3 separate regions of the Mus musculus genome follow, and regions 1 and 2 are each linked to region 3. Evidence: chromatin contacts called from public promoter capture Hi-C data. All regions are on one chromosome and are shown on one strand. Each heading gives the region's core, a stretch centred on a gene start, on an enhancer-like site or on the middle of the called end of the contact. The rest is flanking DNA. Distances are from core to core; before and after follow the strand shown. Region 1 holds the start of Alkbh3os1 (alkB homolog 3, opposite strand 1). Region 2 overlaps Alx4 (aristaless-like homeobox 4). Region 3 holds the start of Ext2 (exostosin glycosyltransferase 2).

Region 1 (2,700 bases), core at 184-2,683, 160 kb after region 3:
ATGGCCTCTGCATCAGCTCCTGCTTCCTGACATGCTTGAGTTCCAGTCCTGACTTCCTTGGTGATGAACAGCAGTATGGAAGTGTAAGCTGAATAAACCCTTTCCTCCCCAGCTTGCTTCTTGGTCGTGATGTTTGTGCAGGAATAGAAACCGTAAGACAGCCTCTGAAATTTGTCTCTGCCAGCACATGTGCAGTAAAATACTTAGGGATTCAGCTTCTCATCTCTATAGTGGAATCAGTGTTGGGACAATGAGGTGATAAATGCAAGCTCACAGGACAGAGCCTGCAGGGAACCAAAACTCACAGAGGATGACTAAAACCAAACCTGTGCACTGCTGTTTCATGTACTTTGAGTCAGCACAGTTTTGTCAGTTCCTGGGAAGGATCTGCAGCAGGCTGGAGCAGTCACTGAACATCACTCTTCCTGTCTTACATCTAAACTCTGTAGTTCTGCTTTATGGCAAGAACCTGCTTGATACTTGAGAAGGCATGGGGTCCTAGCGGTGGAAATATCCGGCACTGATTGCACATGGAAGTCTACAGTAAAGGCAAGAAACCGAAGCTATGACTGCTCTTTGCCCATGAAACCCAGATGGAAACCACAGCCTCTCAGTGGTCTGACAGACTAGCTGTAATGAGTGTCGAGATGCAGCGCTGCTCTAAGGCAGGGAGGCAGAGAAGAGCCTCTACAATGGGGGTGGGGTGCTGGAAGACCTGGGGTCACCTGTCAGTCTCATTTATAAGGAAGAGAGGAGGAATTTCCAGCCTCAGTCATCAAACTCCTAATCAAGGCTGACCATACCATCCTGGCCAGGTTTTCTTGGCTCTAACCAGGGAACAGCTGTGAGATTAAATAGAGGGCGTGTGTTTATGGTGATTCATACCTTCTTCCTAGGAAGGCTTAATATGATGCTCAAATTGTATACAGATTTAGGATTTCTTACAAAAGGAGCTCTACACATTTTTAAAAACCAGACTCTGACACAAGGAACCAGAGAGTCTGTTCAGATTCGTTCCGTACTCATTCCATCTGAGCCTTGAGTAAGCTTGTCCAGCCTCTGGCACCGTTCCATGTCATGGGGACCATCCATCTTACAGAGTGGAATGGAAATAGGATTAAAAACCAAGACAGTAAATTTCCCTCAAGGACAAGGGAGAAACTCTAACCCATGTCCCACTTTCATCCACTGACATGAACTCTTCCTCTGGGTTTGAATTAATCTAGTACATTGCTCCTGAGTCAAGGTCAACGAGTCATGTGTTTTTATGATGCAAAAAGGGGCAACTACCCGATTCTGTTTTGGAAACCTTGGTGACATCACAGGCTAACCCCTGAACTCAGGCACCCAGTGAAAGAGAACACTGAGTCAGAAGAGCCTTAGTCACAGGCTTCTGAAATCTAAGGTAGAAGAGCCATGAGGTCATCCAAGCTATTCCCTGCAGGGCTGCTCTGATTCTATCTGGCCTGGGTTTAAATGACTCAAGAAATTCTCCAGGGGAAACTAATCTATTGGAACAGCAGTTACTAACAGGGCATTTGCTGTTCTTCAACCAAAATTTCAGCCTGGTTCTCCTGACATTCTCAGTTATTACTCGCTTCCAGGATACAGCACTGTCTTTCTTACGAGGGGTCCCAGGTGAACTGTCTGGGGTGTGGATGGGAGCTGCTGCTGTCTCTGTATTCAGAAGTCTGTAACCTAAGTGTGCCCCAGGAAAACTGACAGCTGGGAAATTCAGCTAAATAAACAGTGTCCTGAACACGCAGCTTTCCATTACAATAACATACAAGCCAAGATGTTAAGGAGTCAAGGAAGACTTCAACAAAGCCCAGAGAAGCCACCTCTGTTTGGGTTTCAGCAGCTGCCTGCCTGTGGACGGCTCCAGAGTCACTGACACGTATTTATATCTCCATTTTGCTAACGTCATAAGGAACAAACATGTTCAGATCTTCCCCAGAGGCACAAGGCCATTTGTATTTCTTCAAATTAAAGGGGGCAGAGCAGGAGGCAAAAAGCTTTTGGATCAAATCATCTGTGAGTACAGCCAGAGCAATTTTTAATTTGCTTAATGATAACCTTGATTTAGAGATTTGTCTCAAAGTAAGTGTTCCTGTAGTAGACATGTTGACAAGGTGACGTGCTGGCAGCTCTCATTCAGGAGGAGTAGAACCTGAGAAGCAAACACCACGCTTTCTGAACAGCCACATCACGGAAGTGCTTGCGGGAGATGGGGAGGGGCTGTTAGGTGCATAGCCCTCCCCTCAGTGGTAACTCTGTAGAAGTGTCACCGAGGGGCTCCTCTTGGGTCTGGATAAACGGTCCGAAAGGTTAAGTTTACTCTCGGTTGTCTGGAGTGGTATTCCTTGGGCACTCGGTGCTAAATGGAAATATAAATAGTTGTCCAGCATAAATATATGTGCATTTTTCATTAGTTCAACATGATTTACAACTTATTTATGTCTTATTCTATCTCTCTCACTAGGTGGTCTACAGTCCTGTGAGAAAGGGTCTCCTCCTCTGAACCGAGTACCCAGCCGATCCCAGCAGGCTGGGCCAGCGCCCCGGCAGCAAGGCATACCTACTTTTCTAACTGTTGCTTTACTTTAAATGTTTGTACTTAACGAGACCTCACCCACACTGATCTAGAATAGTTGTGCTGTGATGCCCAACATGGTAGCCACTGGGGCTATTTGCAGTCAC
Region 2 (2,700 bases), core at 79-2,578, 160 kb before region 3:
ACTAAATGTGGTGGGAAAGCCCAGATGCCTCTCTGCTGATTCCCCACACATGGCAGCTTTGCCACGCCAGCTAAGTCGTCCTCCATCGTCTAGGTCTTATATAAATCAGTAGGCAAGTGCTGATTGGCTGGCAGGTACACAGGGTATGTTGTTATTTTTCCATGAGCTGATTAAGCTGCCTGTCTGCCTCTTTACTTCTAAGTACTTTGATGTGCAGTTATGAAAGAAGTCACAGGCCTATTCTTGAAGTCCCTGAAGTTGGTGACACTGGTCTCACGCACAGGGCAGCCTACTCAGTGCCAGCACGGAGGTGGGCGTGATGGGTCCTTCATGAGGCAGCCGAGAGGGGCTGGCCTCCTGCACTTCCCATTCTGTTTCCTGTCTTCCTGGGCCTGGTCCCTGAATGTCTGGTCCTGTCCCACCGGGCATCTGTTCCACTAAGACACCTGCCCAGCAGGATGCAGTGGAAGCATCACAGGTCAGGCCACTTTTTAAACAAGCCATTGCCCTCTCTGTCTCAGTTTCTGAAGTTGTGGAGTGGGGTGTTTTTACTTGGTGTCTATAAAGAGGGTGTCACCATAGCAGGTCCCAAAGACCATGTAGACTACAAAGCATATTCCCTGTTCTCCACAATGCTCTGCGTTACTTCCTCTTCCTTCTTTGACTCCGAGATCCCACTCTTCTAAACCAGGAAAGAGCCTCCCCCATGAGAAGAGCCCGGAGAATATCCACATCAGGTGGGACTGTGGCTCCTGCCTCTATTAAGCATCCCCAGAAGGATCTCACAGGCCAGGGGCGACAGTTCCAAGCCGTAAGGCAATCCACCATCAAGACAAGGCAGTGTACTGAACTGTTCTGTCATAAGACAGTCATTTACAAGTGAGTCTGATATTTCCTGCGTACCTACTGTGTGGCAATATAGCCAGAACCCAAGGGATACTTAGGGTCCTGCAGAGAGGAAGACAACGTCCAGGGAAAAGCAAAAATAAAAGTCCAGACCTCAGGCCTTTCATTCAGATGCTGTTGATATTAAACAGGTTTCTGTCTGGTGCCTCGTTTTGCCCCTTGGGGTGTTTTGAGACTGGTGTATTGAACTATAAGATAGAGGCAAGCATTCTTCCAGAAGGTACTGAGACCTGCCTTGTCCATCCCTGTGCCCTTCCCAGATATGGCATCGTAGCAGGTACACAGTAGGGCTGAATACCTGCTGAACTGATAGATCCTACCAGGAACTTCTTCAAATCACTTTAAGGGGTGCCCCGCTCCCCTCTGCTTTGCCTCAGGCCCAGAAATACTTTATTGGAACTACAGTGCCTCTTAGTGGTAAGTGTGTGAAACTGCAGCCTTGCTCTTGGCCTTTGGGAGTTGGACCTACAATCGTGACACAGAACCAGCACTGAGGGTGAGCAGCTGCCTGGGACCTCTCCCAGGTGTTGGTTGCCCACAGGACTGGTCCCTCCATGTGCCTTTTGTACTTCTAGTGTCATGGGTTCACTGAGAGTTGTAGATCTGAGGAAACATCAGTTGTTAGCCCAGAAGTTTGTTTAGGGCCACCCTTGGTACTTCATACCTGCTTTATGGCTGGTTTCTTTGAGGTCCTTCTCAAAAGGTCTCTTCTACCTCCACGAGGCAACGAGACCCCACAGGCAGTGTGTGCTGAGATAGGGAGTCCAGCCATAGAGAACCCAGAATAAGGTAAGGACAGAAATCCACAGAAATCTCACACACACACACACACACACACACACACACACACACACGCGAGAGAGAGAGAGAGAGAGAGAGAGAGAGAGAGAGAGCGCACTGGTACACAGTCACATGGAAAGCAGAGGTTGTTAATCAAGGGAGTGTAATCTTTAGTTATTCTCCTCCACCGTATTTCTTGAGAGACAATATCTCTCACTGAACTTGGAGATCACTCATTGGCTAGGCTGTCTGGCCAGCAAACCTCAGAGCTCCTCCTGCCTCCACCTTCCCAGAGCTGAGATCAGAGGCCTGTGCCACAGTGCCTGGCTCCTTGCGTGAGTGCTGGGGACTGGACTCAGGGTGCTCTCATATTAAATACGTTCACTGCTGGTATGCACAGTTCCAAGGGGTATCCCACCCTGTGTGAAGCATCTGGATGAGGCCTCTGGGAGCTGGAGGGAGCCTCTGCCGTGGGGTGTGGCATGATGGGTGCCTGTGTCTTAGACACCTCTGGCTGTACTCAAGGACAGAAGCCTACAGACCAAGTCTTATGAGGAAATCTGGACTGGGCTTGAGCATTGGCAGTCAGCCAGCAGTCATAGAGGCCTTGGCTTGGAGCCCATTAGAGCCCAGTTGGAAGGTCAGCATCACCCTACCATGACAGTGCCATCCCCACCACGATGGGAGCTTTTCTCTGAAGCTGTCCTCTCCCATCCCACTCCGTCCAGGCCTCTCATTTCCCATAACCCCACAGCACAGTGTCAGCTCCCTGTCCACACAGGTTTCCCTGGGATTTCCAGTCTCTGATTCAGATCACAGCTTATCCCAAAGAACAAATATTTCAACCCAGCCAGGACAAAACGGGCCAACAACAGGAGAAAGTTAGCCCACATCCTCTCATTTCTGCTTCTGGAAAGTTCCCAGCCTTTTCCAAAGACAATCACCCCATGCTTATTTTCAACCCAAAACTTCATAGAAAGGCATGTCTTGCCATTTGCCAAAGCCCTGTTCTAT
Region 3 (2,700 bases), core at 29-2,528:
CCTGAAACACCTTTCTTCCAAGCTCCGGGCTATAGCCAATCCACTCAGCCCAGCATTCCAAGTCACAATTTCCTGTTGTCTTAGCCTTTTTAGAGCTGTCCTGCCCGCTGAACAGCCTGCCACCGCTACACAGGAATGCTTCTGAAAGCAAAGAAGGCAAACAGACACAAACTTACGGTGCACAGCCATGACAGGATTAGAATTAGAGTTCCAGTGTGGCTCATTACCTCCAAAAAGGGTTTCCAATATAAAGACACTGTTTGACTGACCGTGGCAGTTACATCACGGTGAATACGTTAAGTACCCAAGTGAACACTTACCCTACACATGTGCATTTAGTATGTGCTACTTCATCCTCCTGACAGCACTGTGTGACAAACTTCTGAACCTCCCTGTGGTGGAGAAAGGTCAAGAGCAAGGCTAAGAACTTCCAGGGTTCCACAACAGAACTCCAAGGCTGGGCTTCAGCGCCCAGCAGCCTGGATCCTCAGATGACTACACAGGCTCTATAGAGCAACTAGGAGGTTTAAGTCAGGGAAAGTGACTGTAATAAAAACTCAACCGTGTTTATTATTCCCGTGAATCGCCTTGAGTTCCAGAGTACACACAAAGTTCAATTACACTACTTAGAACTAATGGCTGACTTTTAAAAATTGAAATGGACCTGCCCTAGACTCAAGACAACATCCACACTCCCTAAGTGATAGGGCGCTTCCAGATTGGCACCTGATAAGTGACACCAAACCATTATTTGACTCTCAAAACTGGACACTGTTCCCAGCATCCGGAGCGCATCTCCCAACGCTCGGAGCCAGTGGTTCCTTCCTGAGCCACCCTCTCCACCGCGTCCCACCCAGAACATGCACTGGACGACACCGGTCCTGGACAGCCAAGGTGTAAGGCCTTCCTGGGAGGACTCGGGTCCCACAACGCCCGATTACAACAGGAAGCAGAGGTTCTGGACAGGAGGTCAGGCCTGGGGACCGGGGCACAGGTACAGCAGGGGCCGCGGTGCAGCGCTGCGGCGCTCCTGCAGCCCCGGGGCTCCCAGAGGCCCAGCCCCGAGGCCCACCCGGCCGCCCGCGCGCCGCGCTCACCTCGGAACCGGCCGCTTCCCGCTCGGCCCCGCGCTCCGTCACCGGCTCTTGCCGCGGGCCGCGAGCCACGGCTGTGTCGGATCGCGCGGTGACGGGAGCCCGCCGCCAGCACCAGGTACCCTGGAGCCAGCGGGGAAGCCTGCGCCGGCCTCCAGTTCCCCACGGCTGACACGGCGCGCACTGCGCATGCGAAGCGGTAGCGCCGCGCCCCCTGCTGGACAGGAGGAGTCAGCGCACGTGAGCATTCCCGTTCGGGGCAAAGGCAGAGTGACAGCCAGGCGCACCAAGCTCTGGGATAAAACTGTGGAAAAGGCAAGCATTTGGGTCAGGCGTGGTGGCTTATATCCATAATCTCAGCACAGCAGAAGGATCACTCACTAGTTCCAGGCTAGCTTAGCCATAAAGAGACAATCTACAACTCTGCAAAGCATAGTTAGGCCCCCAGGGCAATTTGGCAGTATCCATCAAGGTGTAAAAAAAAAAAAAAAACTCCCTAGCCCTGCAATTCCAACCAACCTTCTTTGTAGTTTACCCTGCAGAAAGTCTCACCACTTATTGAAACATTCACCAGCCGGGCGAGGTGGCGCACGCCTTTAATCCCAGCACTCGGGAGGCAGAGGCAGGTGGATTTCTGAGTTCGAGGCCAGCCTGGTCTACAAAGTGAGTTCCAGGACATCTCCTGGCTATACAGAGAAACCCTGTCTCGAAAAACCAAAAAAAAAAAAAAAAAAAAAAGAAGAAGAAAGAAAAGAAAGAAAGAAACATTCACCGCACTATTTCTAATACTAGCAAGAAAGTAAACTGTAGGATTATGGAACAACGGAGAAGGAGTCGTCATACCAGTCAGCAAGGTAATATCTCCAAGACAGGCTAATGAGAAGCCACAGTCCCTTAAGAAGGGACAAGCACGATCACTTTTAGTTAAAATGTGCTTGTGCAAAATCAGAAGAGAGAAAATGTGTGAGCAGATGCTTGTGTCCAGGTGTAAGTATAATATTTTTCTGGGAAAAAAATCCAGCCGGGCAATGGTGGCGCACGCCTTTTATCCCAGCACTTGGGAGGCAGAGGTAGGCGGATTTCTGAGTTCGATGCCAGCCTGGTCTACAGAATGAGTTCCAGGACAGCCAGGGCGACACATAAAAACCCTGTCTCGAAAAACAAAACAAAACAAACAAACAAACAAAAATCCAAGACGCAGTTATAAAATTTTGGAAGTAACTGGAGCGGCATGCATAGTGGCATCTGTCACAAGGCAGCAAAAAGCTGAGTGACAGTTACTGAAAGGCTAATGAGGCAACCCAGCTTGCCATTGCTGGCTGTAGTTCTTCATCTGTCCACGAGATGCGAATGCATTTTGGTCCCGATTGTACTTTAGCGCCACCTCGTGGATATTGTTACTTACAGCTTAAATACCCACAGAGATTACTGTCTGGAGACCTAGGAAGACTTTCCTCACCAACAAAGATTCCAGTATTGGGGGGTTACTATCTCTTTGTCTTAGACCTAGAGAGATTGGAATGAGAAAAATCTAGGGACAGAAGGTTCTGTCCAAATTCCTCTTCCCACATCTAACAGAATGTGTCTCTATCCCTCAAACACACAC

The links. Promoter capture Hi-C pulls out the DNA fragments that hold promoters and counts their contacts.
Region 1: a contact with region 3 is called in a promoter capture Hi-C map of 3T3-L1-derived adipocytes, with 2.3 times the contacts expected there. The contact joins the promoter of Alkbh3os1 here to the promoter of Ext2 in region 3. A contact is called at or near these places in 9 of 39 promoter capture datasets (the 3T3-L1 cell line, 3T3-L1-derived adipocytes, the C10 cell line and 5 more), 1 of 15 datasets of contacts at CTCF or cohesin (embryonic stem cells), 1 of 115 datasets of contacts at active chromatin or transcription factors (embryonic basal ganglia) and 4 of 9 other capture datasets (adipose tissue, embryonic stem cells, liver and 1 more).
Region 2: a contact with region 3 is called in a promoter capture Hi-C map of 3T3-L1-derived adipocytes, with 2.4 times the contacts expected there. The contact joins the enhancer-like site here to the promoter of Ext2 in region 3. A contact is called at or near these places in 7 of 39 promoter capture datasets (the 3T3-L1 cell line, 3T3-L1-derived adipocytes, HPC-7-derived erythroid cells and 3 more), 1 of 15 datasets of contacts at CTCF or cohesin (pro-B cells), 1 of 484 Hi-C or Micro-C datasets (nephron progenitors), 2 of 115 datasets of contacts at active chromatin or transcription factors (embryonic stem cells and stem cell-derived neural progenitor cells) and 2 of 9 other capture datasets (embryonic stem cells and pancreatic islet).

The regions. Positions count from the first base shown.
Region 1 is chr2:93,978,601-93,981,300 of GRCm38.p6, forward strand. It overlaps Alkbh3os1 (alkB homolog 3, opposite strand 1), which reads left to right and starts at 1,434. Exons shown (of 4, transcript NR_045827.1): 1 at 1,434-2,034; 2 at 2,483-2,572. It overlaps Alkbh3 (alkB homolog 3, alpha-ketoglutarate-dependent dioxygenase), which reads right to left. Exons shown (of 10, transcript NM_026944.1): 10 at 2,034-2,377. The coding sequence ends at 2,285.
Region 2 is chr2:93,657,888-93,660,587 of GRCm38.p6, forward strand. All of the region lies in intron 1 of Alx4 (aristaless-like homeobox 4), which reads left to right. Among named protein-coding and RNA genes, the nearest start is that of Alx4, 17 kb to the left of the region's middle. Within about 2 kb of position 1,329, at least 4 of the 459 cell types and tissues checked have an H3K27ac peak or open chromatin away from gene starts, as enhancers often do. A contact at or near this core is called in 3T3-L1-derived adipocytes, where this site is marked.
Region 3 is chr2:93,821,290-93,823,989 of GRCm38.p6, forward strand. It overlaps Ext2 (exostosin glycosyltransferase 2), which reads right to left and starts at 1,279. Exons shown (of 14, transcript NM_010163.3): 1 at 1,098-1,279.